Linked DNA regions of Mus musculus: regions 1, 2 and 4 are each linked to region 3. A link is a contact called in public promoter capture Hi-C data. All regions are on one chromosome and are shown on one strand. Each heading gives the region's core, a stretch centred on a gene start, on an enhancer-like site or on the middle of the called end of the contact. The rest is flanking DNA. Distances are from core to core; before and after follow the strand shown. Region 1 holds the start of Uso1 (USO1 vesicle docking factor). Region 2 holds the start of Rchy1 (ring finger and CHY zinc finger domain containing 1). Region 3 holds the start of Dck (deoxycytidine kinase). Region 4 holds the start of Cdkl2 (cyclin-dependent kinase-like 2 (CDC2-related kinase)).

Region 1 (4,823 bases), core at 2,148-4,647, 3.4 Mb after region 3:
CGGTGTTTTGAGACACTGCTTTTCCAGTAGGAGTGCTTCCAAAACCTGCATATGATGTGTTTCAAACGCAGATGATGACTGTGGCTCTCAAACTATGGGTCAAGTCCCCTTTCGGAGTCAACCAACCTTTTCACGGGTGTGTGTGCGTGTGTCATATTATCAAATATCCTGAATATCAGATATTTACAATTCATAACAGTAGCAAAATTACAGTTATGAAGTAGTATCAAAAATAATTCTATGGTTGGGGGAGAGGTCACCACAACCCAAGGAACTATAGTAAAAGGTCTCAGCATGTGGAAGGTTGAGAAGCTCTGCTCTAAGGCATAGACAATTCCTTGCCTCCAAGCTATAAAACAATCATATGCTATGATGCATATTCTTTTTTAAGATTTATTTATTATTATACATAAGTGCACTGCAGCTGTCTTCAGATGCACCAGAAGAGGGCATCAGACCTCATTACGAGTAGTTATGAGCCACCATGTGGTTGCTGGGGTTTGAACTCAGGACCTCTGGAAGAGCAGTCAGTGCTCTTAACCTCTGAGCCATCTCTCCAGCCCTCTGATGCTCATGCTTTTTGCTGAGTTTTCAAGCAGAAAAAGAGGCTTGACAAGCCCAGCCACTGAAGGAAATTGGTTTTAACAACAACAACAAAACAAAATGGATTGCAAAATAATTAATTTTAGTAGATGCTCTTGGTCAGTTTTAGTTTAGGAAATGGGAAATTACTCTCATCAACTCGGAGTTTCTGATTGTGGAAATGTTACTAAACCCACACACCATTTACGGTACCATCCCGGAATCCTTCCAAGAGTCAGTTACAACTTTCTCCTGTCTTCTCTTGCTTCCACAAGTGGTTCTTCAGCAACTACCATGTTCTTGACTTCTGCCACACGGCTTGAGAGCACAAGCAGGAAGACATTGTCCTTAACTCTTTCTAGACATCAAAGTGTTGATGGAGTAATACGTAACCCTCTTCTTAAATAAGGAGTCACTTCATGGCTGCTCCCTGCTTGGGTTCCCTCAGATCCTTCCTGGGGCATAAATAAGAGTTTATACTTTATCTGCCTCTTTTTAGACCTCAAAACTCAAGTGAGCAGAACAGAACGGAGATTGTGAGACCAGGGAATGTGGTGGGTCACCCTCATCATTTCTGCACTCAACTGGCCGTCCCTTAGTCCTTCCCTCTGCCCTTCCTTCTTTCCATCTCTCAGTCCTTCCTGCCCACAGTCCTGTCCTTCCTGCCCAGGACCCAATGTTAGGGAATAAAACAGGTCAAATGATGGACACCTCCTCGTAAGTCATGACTACTGTGTCCAACAAAGTTTAAAACAAGGTATTTCAACGAGGTTTGTCCCTTAAAACAATTTTGTAACAATGTCAAGGTCCTGTGTTCCATTACCAAACAACAGAGATGTCTCCAAGCCCCCTCAGATCGTACCAGAGCCTCATCCCTTAAGGTAGGACAGTGAGACTTGGGGAAGAGGAGAGGTCAGGCTCAGGGCAAGGTGAGAATGCTAGGTGAGGGTCTTAGCAGGCTTTCCTTGGTCACTGGTGACAATTTAATGGTTACATTTTTTAGGATGCAACAAAATGCCTCCACGGAAAATGTCTAAAGCAAAATGTCAAGCAGAGGACAATAGTGGCACACAGTATTCCTGGCAATAGTATCCCACCATGCTCTGTGTCCAGGCTTACGACCTTGGGACTATCTATCACTACGGCCTGCATGGTGTGTGTTCTGTCATTCACGGGCAGAACAGATCGTCTCTCTTAGCATACTAGTCACATGTTCATTCAACAATTTATTCACCTATCCATCAAAATCACTCCATGATTAGTAAATACACTAGCAACTGATTTACAAATGGCCGGGTCATCAGATTTGGCTTATCAAGTTTGAATTCAGTGTCGGCGGCAAAGTGACAGCGCAAAGAATCTGCATCTTGATTTCAAGGTACTCTCTCCTGAGACGCTGAAGTGGAGGCTTAAGGAACTAGCAGGAATCTGCCCCACAAAGAGGGAAAGGGCATACTAAAGCAAGAGAAACATGTTGAGTATTTGAGGGACACTGGCGCTTCAACCCTAACAGGTGTGTCTGCCAAACTAAGGAGTTTGGATGTCATTATATAAACCGGGGAACCACTGGAGGATTCTAACAAGAGGACTGACATACTTCCTCTTGGGCTCACCCAAGGGTGTACTGTGGGAAGCCAGGGCTGGATGTAGACAAACTAGTTAGGAGCCTACTGCTGTAATCTCAGTGTGGAAGAATCTGAGAAATATTCCTGCACACCATACACTCAACATTGGACAGGTGAAGGAGGAAAGCCGGAGTCTTCGGATTCCTCCTTACAGACTAGGGGATTATTTGGGTAGAGGTACTACTGAGCACGCTAGGGCACACCGTGGAAGCATACTGATTTCTTTTTAGAGGGAGTCTGGGGGAGACATAGGTCTTAATCGTCACATCTGAGACCTATGGGGAATTGAAACCAAGAGAGGCATGAGTCAGTTGGTTTACTAGACTCCCTTTCAGAGTCAAGAAATTTGCAAAACCATGTGTACCTGGCAGCCTCATTTGGAAAGAACAAGTATAGCGATTTGGAAATATGACATTCTGCTTGCTAAAACCATTGAAAACGTAGAAATTAAGAATTAATTTTAAAAAGGGGGGCATTATGCTACCAAAATGACACAATGGAACAATTTATTTCCAACCTCTTATTAGAGATAAACGAAGGGGGTTACTTCTCACACTTGAAAATGAGCGGAGAACCTGGTGTTTAGATCAAGGAATTCTTTTTAGCGGGGCTGAGGAGCAAGAACTTAGAAACGCGCCCTCGAGTGGTAGTGGAATGAGGGGTCTCTAGCACCCCCTTTACCACCAAACAAAGCCCTGGGTAGAAATGCAATTTGCGAGGATCAAAAGGCCACCTCGCTCGTACCGCTTAACCGAAAGAACCATACGAATCTTCCAGGGGACAGGACACCCTTCTCCCCCTTACCTGTCACGCCGGCCAAAGGAAAATTTCACTTTCGACTCAACAAAAATAAACCCTCAGGTTTGACAGCTTGCAGTCCGTCCCGCTCTCGGCGACAAAACACCTACCAGCCGATGCTCCTAGTCTAATCAGAGCCTCGGGAGCCGACTGGGCAGGGCTGCGACCACGTGGGTGACCGCGGCCAGCAGCAGCAAGCAGCGCAAGGAGGAGGAGGGGGCGTGCCCAAGTGGTGGGAGGCCTGCTGGTAGGCGTGGCCTGTGGGGCCGGGCAGGTGGGCGTGGCCTGCGGCCCGGGGCTCCCTCCTCTCCCCTTTTGCCTTCGCCCTTCGAGCCGCCACGTAACGCCACGTCCCCGCGCATGCGCACCGCGGCTGGTGTCCGCGGCTGTTTCCGGGCTCGGGGGGCCGGAGAGGCTGCTGAGTAGGAGGCGGCGGTGGCGGAGGCCGGGGAGTGCGGAGAGCCGGCTCGGGGGCTAGGCCCTACGGGGGGCGGGGGGCGGTCGTGTTTTCTTTGGCAGAGGGGCTGGTGAAGCCGGCGGCTGAGCGACAAGATGAATTTCCTCCGTGGGGTGATGGGGGGTCAGAGTGCCGGACCCCAGCACACTGAAGCCGAGACGGTGAGCGCAGCGTCGCCGGGCCGGGCTGGGGCCGGGCTGGGTGGGTGAGATCGGGGCGTCTACGCCGCTCCCGTCGCCTGCCTTCTTTCCTTCCCCCTGCTCGGACGCGCGAGCTCCCCACGCGGCGGTGCAGCCCGGGCCGTGGTGACAGGAGGGCTTCGGGGACCCGGCACGGCGACGGACCGCGCGGCCCCTCCCTCCTTCCCTTTAACCTGTCGGCCGGCCAGCCTCGGTGCCGGCTGAAACCCGGCTCTACGGGGCTGGAAGGAAGTTAAGACCCAGCTGTTGGCGAAGGCTTGTGGCTAAGAATAAAACGATATTCTTGGGGCACAATGCCACCTGTTCCTGCCCCATCAGCTGTAAGAATGGGCGTTTGCCTAGGGTTGGTGGTTCAGACCCTACTTTTCAGGTTCACCCAAATGTGTCATGGGGCAATACTTACTCCTCTTGCACGCTGTAGTGATCTGCGCGCTAACCACTCTAGGGACTCTTCTGCTCTATTGGTGACATGATTTGTTAATGTTTTTCTTTTTTAATTATTAAGACATGGAAAACCGGCATTTGATTTTATGTTTAGGATACACTTCCTGGGAAGTTTGCAGAGCCAATTGGAAACTGCTGTGGATGGCTTACCTGAGAAAAATGAATTTAGATATACAGAAAAAAAAAAAAACCGCGTGTGACATTTTAAAGACAAACTTTGGGTAGTTGTCATAGCTCTGTTTTGTGGATTCAGAAGGGTCATAAAATAGGACCTGCAAGATAGGATGGAGTCTTTACTAATGAAGAGAGAATTAAAGTAACTTGACCAGAATCTTGGAGCTAGAATTTACTACGGGGGAAACTAAGAAACTAAGCTTTCTGCTAAGCTTAGACTTGATTGCTGATCCCGGGTTTCAGTTGTTAGCTGGCCCTTTTGGAAATAAGATTACCCACATTAATTAAGTTAGGATTACGTTAACTAACGAATGTAGTGTACTAATGTAGTTAGTGTAGTTTACGCATGTAGTTAGTACTGAGGGAGATGGAGGAGGCCTAGGACTGAATCCAGGGCCTGATTACATGGAGGGCAAGCATTCTGCCACTGAGCCAGACTTCCCACCAGGTTACAACGGAGCTGAAGGCTGTCACATGTGTTGTTTTTGAAAATCAGATCTCCTCTTCCCCCAATACCTGGCTTCCCTTGTTCCTCCCCACATG
Region 2 (4,243 bases), core at 467-2,966, 3.2 Mb after region 3:
GGGTTTAAGTTGCCTTACAGATCTAAGCCTATCACTTAGTCCTAACTTATAAGGTCAGTGACCAGCAGAGCTGATTGTGAAGGTGGCGAAGGAGGAGTTGATGACCACTGTGGGTGCTAGTTAATATATACTCCTAGTCATTTCTGGGGACACACCTCTTAAAACACCACATGTGCACTCTAGCATGCAATCATCACATGGTTTATAAAAGAGGGACTTTCCCTGTTGGCAGAGAAGGCTGAACCTAGAGACTCTCTGGTGAGGCCAGTACTCTAGCAATGACCTATATATACCCCCAGCCCCACCTCCTTTTTTTTTTTTTCTTATTTGCATTAGCATCTCCTGGCTGGTATTCCTTCTGCCTCTGCTTCACAAATAGCTGGAAGTATGCATCTCCTGGAGCTACAGGCCTTTACCACTAAGACCAGCTTCCAAACTTGTATATTTTATATGCAAGCTCTTTAAAAAGTAGCTTGCTCCAAATTACACAGCAAGTTAAGGACAATCTAAACTATGAAGGGAAAGCTATAGGATTCCAAGAGTCAAAGTTTCTTCTCAGTGGGAGGCGACTTCTGAAGACTGAAGCCAAGGCCTTCAGCATTATAAACTCAATTCTAAGGCTGAGTTATAACCCCAGCTCAAATCTCAGGCTTTCTCAACAAAATATTAAAACTGCTTCTTAAAAAAAAAAATCAGGTAAGTCTTAACTGTGTGAGAGTCATTTTTAAAAACTCTAGATGACTAGAACGTCTCAAGCAGGAAAAATGACAGCATATATGTATTAGGCACTCCTCCAATATCCAACTTAATGGCAATCACCCAACTCTCACTTCACACAGACATTTTCTCCTGGACAGGTCTGGGCATATTCCTAGACAAAAAAATGAAGCTGACAAGCCATACTATAAACTTCCTACACGTACAGAAATTATATTCTGATTCTTCCCTTGCTTATGCTTTCATCACTGCATCATACGCACTTGACAGAAATGCCAAGGCCCTTTCACTTCCTCATTCTACTGTCAACCGCAAATGACGGATAAACCCACAAGGGAGGTGAATTTAAGCAAGGGCCAAGTCTTTACAAACAAGAACTTGGCTTGCAGCGGCGATCGAGTACAGAGCTCCTGCTCGCCTTGCCAAAACGTTTCCTGCAAGGAGAGCCCAACTCCAGATGGCAGGTATCCTGACAAGCAGCTCGGTCTGAAGCTTCTGCCCAACCTGCCCTTGCCAGACCCGACCGCAGCTCATCGAGGAGGTACCCTCTAAAGTCGTCACCTTGAGGAGACAAGCTCTGTCATAGTGCTCGCAGCCCCGCGGCCCCTGCGCCAGGTTGCGGACGCCATCTTCCCGCGCCGTCGCCGCCATCTCCTCCTCCTCCTCCTCCACCACCTCCCCCTCACCAGCCACTGAACCTTTCCCCCAGCTTGGAAGCCACGCCTTAAGGAAGCAGAGTCGGTCGGACACCCGCTCCTCCTCGGAGCAGCGGCCACCAGAGTCAGGAAGGGGGGGTCCAATCACGTGATCTGCAGCATCCGGATTTCCGGTCCCTGGTGTAAGGGGTGGAAGCCAAGTGAGACGCTTAGTCCGTCGTCCACGTTAGTCGCTGTCGTCACTGCTAATGGTAGTAAGTCTTAGGTTGGCTCTTTTTCCCCGCCCCGGCATCGCTGCCAGCCCTGATTGCGGGCGAAGGGGACCGCTGCGTCGTCTGGCGGGCGCTGCTGCGAGCCGCCGGCGCCGGTGAGGAGCGGCCCCTCCCGCGGCTGCTCCGAAAGGGGGCGGGGCTCGGCGGCTGCGCGCGCAGGTCCGAGTGCCGGCGGCTGTCCCGGTCTCCTTTTTTCCCTGCGCCCCCTTTAGAAAATATTGTGCTGTCACCCACCCAGGACTTAAGAACGCAAAGTGAAAAACAAGTAGCCACGCCACGCCCCCGTGGAACTCACAAATGGGGAGGGGGAGAACGCCACGGCATTAGATGAGGTCACAACTTCCACACTGGAAGGACAGTCCTGTGTGGTGTCCCTGGGGAAGGAGACGCTCGAGCTGAAAGTTGAATGGCAAACAGTACGCCAGCAGGAGTTAGTGTGTACCAGACCTGTGGGAGAGAAAAATCTGGCCCGTAAGAACATGAGAGAAATAAAGAAGCCTGCAGAGTTTGAATCTCAGACCTCAAGGTGCATAACTTTATGTCCACTCTTACAAAATACCAAGACTTAGAGCATTTTATCAGCAAAACTTCAGGTGTTGGGATCTGGGAGAAGGGAGGCAATTGTCCGGGAGGAGATGCCTTTAGCTTAGCCCTGGAGTTACTAACTCGTTTTAATTCTCTTCCAGTTGTGTTAGGAGTTGCTAAAAACATGGTGAAAGGTTGCTCGGCCATTGGATGTGCCTCTCGCTGTTTACCAAATTCCAAGTTAAAAGGACTGACATTTCATGTGTAAGACTTTGCTGTACTCAAGCCAGATACTTTTAACTTTTTACTAAAAATGATTCTACCAGAGTCTGCAGTTACAAGCTTTTGTTCCCAGTCTTTTTAAAATAACCTTGTTAAATTTGAACTGACAATGGTCCCTTTATAATGTGCAAGTTTCAAGTGCCAAGGAATGAAAGACCAGATAGCACCCCCACCAAAAATAAAATACCCCCACGCACAAATTGTCAGGCTCGTCTTTGCTAATGTTTGCATTCTAACTGTGTTACGGTCTCTACTGTTCATATGTCGATCATCATCTAACTGAGGGCTCTGTTCAAATACCCATACCTTCTTTTTAGAAATAGATGAGGTGGAGTGGTTCACTGTAAACTACATGTTCAGATCAAGGATTATTTAGCTGTGTGAGTTTGAGGATTCTAATTTAGTGTTTAGCCATTCCTGTGACACCCTAGGAAGGGTCTAATAGGATTTAATAAGCATACTTAGGATGTTCGCAGCTTTTGTGAAGCACTGTTATTACTAGGGAAAGATCTAGTTACTTTACTAGGCAGGGAAATAAAAAGAACCTATGTGCTACCATGTCCCAAAACAATATTGAACTAGCTTAGAAATGTTGAGAAGTCTGATTATTGCCTCCTGTATATGTCAAAGTAATTGTAGCTCCAGAACCGTAGACGTGCCAGCTGTTCTCCGCATGAGTTCATAAGGCATTTATAGACCTGCTATGTATGAGTTGCTATACAAGTTATTTTCAGGTTTGACAGAAAGGAGGAAGTATAAGAGGCCCTCCTATTCATTGAAGACAAATTCTAGGTATCACCTCAGAAAGGGAAAGGCCAAAGGTATTCTTCAACCGCTGTAGAGAAAGAAAAACCTTTAATTGCAAATCTTGCTACAGGCTAAATGTCCACTGAAACATTCATATGCTACTATAAAAATTTAAGGGCTGGTGAGATGGCTCAGTGGGTAAGAGCACCCGACTGCTCTTCCAAAGGTCCGGAGTTCAAATCCCAGCAACCACATGGTGGTTCACAACCATCCGTAACGAGATCTGACTCCCTCTTCTGGAGTGTCTGAAGACAGCTACAGTGTACTTACATATAATTAAAAAAAAATTTAAATAAAAGCCATATGTATGAAGAATGATTGGCAGAAAAATCTAGATATTAAAACTGAGCTATGAGGCCAACAGAATGTCTTAGCAGGTAAAGGTAGTTATCACAAAGCCTAATATATGTATGTATATATATATATATATATATACACATACACACACATATATAGCTTTAAAATATATTCTTACTGTTTTGTAGATTCCCCACAGATGAAAACATCAAAAGAAAGTGGGTATTAGCCATGAAAAGACTAGATGTGAATACTGCAAGCATTTGGAAGCCTAAAAAAAGGAGATGTGCTGTGTTCAAGACACTTCAAGAAGACAGACTTTGACAGAAGCACTCTAAACACTAAGCTGAAGGCAGGAGCCATCCCTTCTATCTTTGAATGTCCATATCACTTACAGGTTTGTTAAGAGCTGTGAGCACTCATCCCGGTGACAGTTCTGAAGCCCCTTCAGCACCCACGTGTTCATTCAAGTGTGCTGCTTGCTTCATTTGAAGCATGTTCTGTGAGGGGTTTGTTTGTTTGTTTTGTTTGTTTGTTTTTTAAGACAGGGTTTCTCTGTATAGCCCTCCTGGCTGCCCTGGAACTCACTCTGTAGACCAGGGTAGCCTCGAACTCAGAAATCCGCCTGCCTCTGCCTCCCAAGTGCTGGGATTAAAGGCGTGCACCACCCAGCTCCTGTGAGTTTTC
Region 3 (4,544 bases), core at 1,780-4,279:
TTTAGGTTTTTTTTCTTTAGAAGAAAATGTTTATAAGGAAAAAAACCCTAATAAATACTTTTGTTTGGCCATGAATCCTGCCTTCGCATTAGTTTATTTTTACTGTAGGTAGTTTTACAATGAAAACATTTCAAAGAAAAGTAAAGGTATTTAGAACAAATTGATCATTTCAAAATTTGTTAGGCAGCACTTTCAGTAATTCTTACAACACTGGTAGTTACCATCTATGTACCACACATACTAAAATTCAGAAATTGTAGAAGTCATTGGCTCTCAGACTTGAAGGTTCTTATATGCCTGCAGTTAAAACTAATGTTTTCTTTAGTGTGTACTATTGCAGTGAGAGAAAAAAAAAATGACAGCAAAATAATGTAATATTTATGGACCTTTCAACTGAACTAAGAAATGATCCATTTTATCTTTATTATAAATCATTAAATAATATTAGTAACATTAGAATAATATACCCTAAGATCTGAAGTTATAAAAGGAAATGTATATTCCAGAGTATTATTAAAGTATTATTTGGAGAATTTTATGTTACAGGAATTGTGCTTAGATCTTAAGGTTGAAATATTTTGAATAGTGGCTATTGTCAATCATAATGGACCACTGCCACACTACTCAGGAAGACATTTATGTGTGTGCAGGTCCACTTGTGTTAATAGACACAGAAGGGGGGCTGGAGAGATGGCTCAGTGGGTAAGAACACTAACTGCTCTTCAGAAGGTCCTGAGTTCAAATCCCAGTAGCCACATGGTGGCCACAACCATCTGTAATGAGATCTGACGCCCTCTTCTGGTGTGTCTGAAGACAGCTACAGTATACTCACATTTAAAAAAAAAAAAAAAAAGACACAGAAGCCAGGAGCCAAGCTGGAGCCCGACATGCGTGGGAGTGTGCGCACGTGCACACACACTCACACAGAGTTTTATGTGTATATGTGTGTGCCTGAGTGTACATATATGCACTGTGTGCATGCAGGAGCCTGTGGAGGTCAGAAGTGGCATTGGTCCTCTTGGAACTGGAGTTACAGGTGATTGTGAGCTGTTATATGGAAGCTGGCAATTGATCCTGGGTCCTCTACAAGGGCAGTCAGTGCTCTTAATCCCTGAGCCATCACTCCAGTGTCTTAATTGAAAGTATATTTTTTCATATAATATATTCTGATTATGGATTCCCTTCCCCAACTCCTTCCAGATCCTGTCTTTCCGCCCTACCCATATCCAGAGTCTTACTATCATCAGCATACAAGCAACATCTGCAAATAGTAATGAAATAAGAGAAAATTAAAAACAATCAGAGTAGGCTGAAGCCAACAAACTACTAGGAGAAAACCAAAGAAAAGGCACAAGAAACACAGACAGACAGAGACATACATTAGCACACAGAGAAATTCCGTAAAAACGACACTGGAAGTAGTAAGATAAATAAGAAGGACCAGTAAGGGGGAAAATGTATAATGACAAAACTAATACCCAGACAAAACATTAAGTTCTGGAGCCAGGGATCTCTAGAACTGCCACTGAGTTGGTTTTGTGTTGGCCATCTATGCTGCTGGGCATGGCATCTCTCCTTAAGAGTGGTTTGTATTCCCAGTGAGAGTATGTTAGGGAAAACTAATTTTTTCATTTACAAGCAGTTTTCAATTGGAATAACTTCTGGGCTAGGGTCAGAGCCATGTGTCCACTTTTTCAGCTCTAGGACCCCAACTGGCTTAGCTTTATGCAGGGAACATGCATGCTGCCTCACTGTGAATTCATGTGTGTGTTGGTCATGGTGGGTTTAGAAGGCCTTGTGTCCTTGGTGTCCTCCATTGCCTCTGACTCCTAGACTTTCCCCATCGTTTTCCATAAGGTTCCCAGAGCCCTGAGGAGAGGGCTTTGGTGGAGACATCCCATTTAAAGCAGAGTATGCCAAGGTCTCCCTCTCTGCACTTTATGCCTTTGTGGGTTTGGTTCTGCAGAAAGAAGCATCTCTGATGCTGGCTACAAGAGATACTGACCTATAGGATATCACTAGGTATCATTTTATTGTTCAGTTATTGTAGCAGAACAGTATTTGGATTGCCACCTGAGCAGTGTCAGATATGTGTTACATCTCATGGAGTGGGCCTTAAATCCAGCCAGTCCAACAACTCACTTTAATACCTGCTCCTTTTTTTGTAGAAGTCGTCATTTCTCCGCTGCTAGGTCCATTTTTAGGACATATTTTAGGTCAAATGATAGTTACACGCTAAAAAAAAAATAAGTTCCTTTGTTTTTGTAGATAATTTGAATCTGACTTCCAGATGGGTAATCTTTTTACCAGGTCTATACCCTGATTAAATAGCACCTCTCTCTAGCTCAACCTAGCAGAATGCTGTGTGTGTGTGTGTGTGTGCAGAGTACATCTCTATGTATAAACATGTGTATATGACTTTAAACATTAATTACATGTTAGGCCATGGACATGCAATGTTAAGTCATAGCCATGCTGCTGAGAAACATACCTAGTGTTAGGTAACTTTATAAACAGCACGGTGTAGCATGCAAATTAAAGTGGAGACCTTGGGTGTTATGATGCCAGTTTCCAGTCTCACTTCTGGTCCCAGACTTTAAACCAGTAGCCACTCCCTCCCTTCCTTTCATTCTAGGCACTATCCTGTATGGTGGATGGTACTAGATCGCTGGTTAACGAAATAACTCTTAAGACAGTGACGGACAGCTACACGTTTTCTGTGAGAGACACCTACTGAGGCTCTTAGTTTGAAATTACTAGTTCTTACTTTTCTTCCCGGAAAAGTTCAAACCACGAAGCCTGACAGGATCCCAAAGGGCTGGTCCAGAAAAGCCTGACCCTACTCTTCCCTAGGCGCTTCGCTCAAGCTCCGCCCCTGCCCTCGAATGAGCTCATTGCGCAAGGCCCGCCCCCCGCCCTCCCACTGCTCATCCCGCAGGCCCCGCCCCCTCCGGCTCACAGCTCGTCGCGCACGGTCAGTCGCCCGGCTCTCTCAGGGTTCTCCTCACAAGCCCCGCCCCCTACCCTGCGCTCCTGGGACGCCCGGCCCGCCCGGAGGAACCACAGACATGCAGATCCCGCGAGGGCGAGGCGTATAGGGTGGGAGTCGGGGCCGTCAGGGCGGGTTCTCCACGGTCTGCCCAATCGCCTGCGCCTCCGCGCGCCAAAGTCAAAGTGCGGGTCCCGCCGGCGCGAGATTGACGCTGCAACCCGGAGCCGCCCGTGCCGCCGTGTCCCTGCAGGTTCCGCACCCGAGCCGTCTGGAGCTAGGCATGGCCACCCCACCTAAGAGGTTCTGCCCTTCTCCCTCGACCAGCTCCGAGGGGACCCGCATCAAGAAGATCTCCATCGAGGGGAACATCGGTAAGGTGTCCCCGGTGCGGTGCTGTGCTGGTGCCCCAGGATCCTTCCCTGCTGCCCTGCTCGCGCCGGCGCGGTGGCTCGTCTGGCCCGGCGCCAGCGGGGGCTTTGTGAGGCGCGCTCTGGACCAGTGTGCACCCTTTGTTGGGAACTGTTTTTTCTTGAGATGTAACTTAGGTATGCGAACCCCTTTTTAGGTGTGCTCTTCAGGTAGGCTTCACTGACTTGCGGTTTTACCGCAAAATTGAGACCGTTTTCATCATTTACATCCCCAGTTCCCTTTGCGCTTCTTTGTAGTCAGCTCTTTCTCCCTTCCCATCCCCTTACAAGCCCTGACCTGCTTCTGTTTTAATCCCTGCCAGTTTTGTTTTCCCATGATGTCCTAAACAAAACCAGAGTGTCTTGTTTTCTGTGTCTTGCTTAGTATACTAGAGTGCCTTTAAAACTCACCCATGCTGTTTATTTCTGCAGAACTTTATTTCTTGTTCTGTTTTTTTTTTTTTTTTTGAGACGGTCTCACTTTTGAGACCTGCCTGTCTTGGAACTCACAATGTTGGCCTTGAACTCTCTAGCGATTCGCCTGCCTCTGCCTCCTGTGTGCTGGAATTAAAAGAATACACCACCACGCCTGGCCCAGTGTAATACTTTAAAAAAAAAAAAAAAAAGAAAGTAATATTACAATGAGTGGTATATAGCACATCTTTGTTGTCACCATTTGGGTTGGCGTTTGTAGCAATCCCTAACACTACGCTACACATATGAGGAAAGCAGGTAATGAGTTTGATAGTGTGCAATGTTTTATTCCCTTTCCCACGTACAGGTAAGCACTGAGTTTTGGCTTAAAGACTCTTAGAGTTTCTGCCCTTAACCTTACTGGGGGAGCTACACTGTGCATGTCATTTTGCAAGGTGAGCTTGAATTGCCCATTCTTTTACATTTCCTACCACTGGGAACCAACCGACGCTTCCTGTTTTGGCACAGCTGTTAGGTTTGTGCCTGCAGGTTGAGTACTGACTATTCATGTATGCAGCGGATGTTTTCAGTTTTGCCACCTTCAAAGCACCATCTCTTTGAGAAAGAAGGTCAGCAGATGTAAGCTTCAAGAGAGCCGAGCTGAGACACAAAGAGGGCAAGTTTTCCTTGCTCCACACTTCTGTGGCCGAGATCCTCCTTTCTTATAAGTT
Region 4 (4,254 bases), core at 1,495-3,994, 3.3 Mb after region 3:
CAGCATAACCACTGAATTAATACTGAACTTTTGGTAAATTTTCTCATCATACTAATTATTATTTTAAACTTGAGTCACTTAAATTTTATAGATATACAGGATTCTTTCACATCTGGATATAAAGTGTTTTCTGAATAAAGTCTATCATAAATGGAATCTTATTTTATCAATAATTGACAAAAATCCAGCAACCAGTTTTTTATATTATATATTTTAATAAAGAAAAAAATCATTATTTGGGGCTGGGAATGTGACTAGTGGTAGAGTATATGCTTAGCACGGGTATGAAGTCCCTGGGTTTGAATCCTAGACACACACACACACACACACCCATACACACACACAACCATACACACACACACCCATACACACACATACACTATACACACACACATTTGTCCATCATGCCCAGCATAAATTAATTTTTTTAAATCTGACTTTTGAATTTAAATTCCAGCAGCCATGAATAAAAAAATATTGCTCTAGATCCTGATTTGGTTTCAACATGGGCTGGGGAAGACTTAAACTTTAGGTATATTTATATTTTAAAATATAAATATTAGGTGATTATACTCAAATGACGACTCACAGTTGAATTTTTAAGAGCCTGACCATACCAAAAAAACAAAAACAAAAACAAAACAAAAAAACCTTATCACAACCTCTTGGAAGGAAAACACTTCTTTCCACTTAATATTAATCGCATATGATATATAGAGCTAACTTACCCAGACAAGAAAAAGTGGTGATGTTTTAGTGGCTTCTAGTATATTCATAGAAAAGGGGGAAAACCAACCAACCAAACAAACAAAAAACATTGACTTTTTATTCTAAAAAATTATGATAATCCAAAGTATATATTACATTTTCAACACTTGTCACCTAAGTGTGTGTGTGTGTGTGTGAGAATCCAAAGTATATATTACATTTTCAACACTTGACACCTAAGTGTGTGTGTGTGTGTGTGTGTGTGTGTGTGTGTGTGTCTGTGTCTGTGTTAACCCAGGGCCTCCAATAAGCTAAGCAGGTGTTCTTTCTACCACTGAAGTACACCATCCAGCAGCCATTATTTGCACAGTGTAAATGGAGATCAACACAGAAAAGAGAAGATGGAGAGAATGAAAAGAATCCTAATTAAAATCAAATTCAAAACTCTTCACTATCTTATTACCACTTTGGGTATTAGATTCTACTTAAAACTATTTACAGTGTCATAGGCACTGACTTCCCATATAGTTCACATTTTAACTTCTTTTTACCTTTAATTACTTTTATAATAAAAAATTTACATTTGGAAAAACCTTCAGTGTGATTCTAACTGGCATAGTTTTTAACCTTCCCTTAAGTATATATTGTAAAGGAGTAAGCTTTAGGCTAGTGAAAATAATACAAATAGCTGGAATCTATAGCCTAGATCGTTTTTAAACATATTGTAATTGGCATCCTAGATATTTAAAGATGCAAAATGAACCAAATAAAAATGACCTTAATCATGTCTAAAAGGTTCTGAAACATATTATAACCTAGTATTATACAAGTGAACTAATCCAAATTTATTTTCCCAACCATGTAGACACACTACATAGAGCACACCTACTTGTTCAAGTGGGACTGTCTAAAATACCTTAAGAATATCATGGCCTAAAATATGCCTTGTTTCCTCAGTAACTTATAACCCATCAGTTTCTTGCCTTCTCACTCTTAAATCTATGGGTAGCACGTGGCATACAAAAAAGAAGTCTGGTGCGATGGCACTATAATAATTTAGGATATGTGCCATACAAGCATACTGTTCAAATACTACCAATGTTCTTTGGTTAAAATCAAACTGAAATTTCTTATACATAAAAGAACGAAATAACTGGGTTTTTACAAAGTATTATACTTACTATTTCTTCCAAACCCTTCACATGGAAAGAGCCAAAGGTTTTCAACTTGGAAACAAATTTAAGGTGATATGCATCTCGCTAGCAGATCTAAAAAGATGCTGACTAGCTAGCACACTAGCAATCCCAGTATTGGGATTTCCTCTGCGGACGCAATTACCGGTCCTAGGTGAAGCAGGCAGGGAGGCAGATTGGCTTCTGCCCTCCGCAAGCTCACACTTCCGAGGACTACGGGCCGCATGCTGCCGTCGTCAAGGCAACGACCTCACTCGGTCCCCAGCCATAGGCAGTCTCCAGAGAGAGAGAAAGGGCCCGAGTCAGAATGCGTCTGCGACAGGCAAAGACACAAGCACCTGTCAAGGACAACAGCTGCAGAGAAACGAACTGAGGAAAACAGAGCACCGCCGGCCGAAAGCCCTCGGGTCGCTCAGCTCAGGGAAGCAGCACCTCGCCAAGTAGCCCTAGGCGAAGGCGTTGGCCACCCTAGCTGCAAGGGGCGGCTCTCACCCGCCTGGTCCCGCCCCGCCTACGGCGGAGCCTCCCTGATCCTGATTGGCTGAGGCCTGTCGTCAGGCGTTGTGATTGGCTCTGTGCCACCCCGCCCCGCCCCTTCACCTGGAGCTCGCAGGTTCGCTCAGCTGACGGCCTCGTCCCCACACCTACGGTCTTAAGTTTGTAGGGACCTTTCTGCCGGCGCCAGGAGACCTCTGCTCTCAGGGGACCGCAGGTTGCCCCAGTGGCCACGAGGAGAGCCAAGGTGACGGTTCGCTGGGACTGAGGAGACCATGAGATTTCCCAGCTTGCCCGCCCGCGGCGCGGCGGGGCGCTGCGGGGCGCGGGCCCCACCCGGGGAGGTTCCGCCCAGCCGCGATTCCTCGCTTCCTTTCGGTTCCGGGCGGTGGACCGGAAGAGCCTAGTAGTTTATTTAGCCGAAATTGGTGGGATGAGATCTGTTGACAGACCTGACAGGAAAAAGGACCCTGGGACGCCAGCCTGGTAGGGAAAGATTTGGGGTGGAGCCCAGAGAGGACCAGAAAGCAAGAAAGGTAGGTGCTGACTGCAAGCGGCGCAAGCTGGAGCTTAAAGCTTGCCTTCAGCTTGAAGACTAGATTAGCCACGACAGGGCAAGATCGGAAGACCATTACCAAGCATATGCTGACGTCGTACGAGAAGCCGGGAAATGCTTTATCCCTCCTTATTAAGGGACTGAGATTGTAAGGCCAAATAGTTTTACTTGTATTCACCTATAGCCACACAATTTGTACTCAACTAAATATGTTTTTTTTTTTAATAGCTCGATCCAGGAAAGTATCCTTGATAACAGACACGTATATGCCTAGCCAGCACCCAGGGGTTATTCTTGCATAGTAAGGTGTAAGAGCAATTGTTTTATAATTTTTCTTAGTTCGGTACTGCATTAATCTCCCGGTGCTCAGTTACCATCATTCACCAAACTGCTTAAAATCGAGTTCCCGAACCTACAATTTTGAGAACCACCTCTGGAAACAGGGTATGGGTTTTTGGTTTTTTTGTTTTGTTTTGTTTTGTTTTGTTTTTTTGGGGGGGGGTTGTTTTTGGATAACCCAAGATGTGAGTTATAATGTAGCAATGAGCTGTGACCAACTTGAAGATAATTCCCATCGCTTTACTCTAGATTGTAACAAACCCCATGAGGTTTAAATAGAAAAATATTTATGAGTGTTCTGCCTGCTTGTATGTCTGTGCACTGTGAGCGTGCTTGGTGCCCACAGAGGTAAAAGAGGGCGTCAAGACCCCCTGGAACTGGAGTTACAGTTGGTTTCTGATTGCCGTGGGTCCTCAGGAAGAGTGACAGGTGTGCTTGGCCACTGAGCCATCTCTCTAGACATTCATGTGAACTTTTATGTACAAACAGGTTTATTAGGGTGGGAACCTCATATTTTACTTTTTTCCAGTTTTACAAAAAATAAACAGTTGAGTAGCAAAATTAGTGGTATACATGGGAACTGAAAGGACAAAGGCTATAAAAATGGTGAACAGGTGTTGCTTGAGAAAATATTTAAAAGTTGGAAATAACTGTAAAGGAACTAGAGGGTAGTCAAGAAGTACAAGTTCCTTTGGGAAATAGGGTAGTTCAGTGATGGCATGCTTGCTTGGACTGCACAAAGCCCTGGGCCCCACATCCAACAATTTATACACTAAGGCATGATGGTTGTGGCACAGCCCTCTAATCTCAGCCCTCGGAGGTAGGGAGCAGGAGTGCCGCAAAGTCAGGTCTCTCTCAGCTACTGACCAAGCTCAAGACCTAGCCTCTGTGAGGCACCATGAAGAAGGGAAGGGGGAGGAAGATTATTCTGTCTGTCATCCGATTACTGAAGAGGAAGGAGAT

What was found. Promoter capture Hi-C pulls out the DNA fragments that hold promoters and counts their contacts.
Region 1: a promoter capture Hi-C map of pre-B cells shows a contact between it and region 3. The contact joins the promoter of Uso1 here to the promoter of Dck in region 3. A contact is called at or near these places in 1 of 39 promoter capture datasets (pre-B cells) and 1 of 484 Hi-C or Micro-C datasets (B cells).
Region 2: a promoter capture Hi-C map of pre-B cells shows a contact between it and region 3. The contact joins the promoter of Rchy1 here to the promoter of Dck in region 3.
Region 4: a contact with region 3 is called in a promoter capture Hi-C map of pre-B cells. The contact joins the promoter of Cdkl2 here to the promoter of Dck in region 3. A contact is called at or near these places in 2 of 39 promoter capture datasets (cranial neural crest and pre-B cells) and 1 of 484 Hi-C or Micro-C datasets (CD8 T cells).

The regions. Positions count from the first base shown.
Region 1 is chr5:92,134,541-92,139,363 of GRCm38.p6, forward strand. It overlaps Uso1 (USO1 vesicle docking factor), which reads left to right and starts at 3,398. Exons shown (of 24, transcript NM_019490.1): 1 at 3,398-3,623. The coding sequence starts at 3,558. It also overlaps a transcript of G3bp2 not described here.
Region 2 is chr5:91,961,352-91,965,594 of GRCm38.p6, forward strand. It overlaps Rchy1 (ring finger and CHY zinc finger domain containing 1), which reads right to left and starts at 1,717. Exons shown (of 9, transcript NM_026557.4): 1 at 1,279-1,717. The coding sequence starts at 1,368. It also overlaps the pseudogene Thap6.
Region 3 is chr5:88,761,984-88,766,527 of GRCm38.p6, forward strand. Dck (deoxycytidine kinase) reads left to right here and starts at 3,030. Exons shown (of 7, transcript NM_007832.4): 1 at 3,030-3,363. The coding sequence starts at 3,273.
Region 4 is chr5:92,040,298-92,044,551 of GRCm38.p6, forward strand. It overlaps Cdkl2 (cyclin-dependent kinase-like 2 (CDC2-related kinase)), which reads right to left and starts at 2,745. Exons shown (of 14, transcript NM_016912.2): 1 at 2,502-2,745.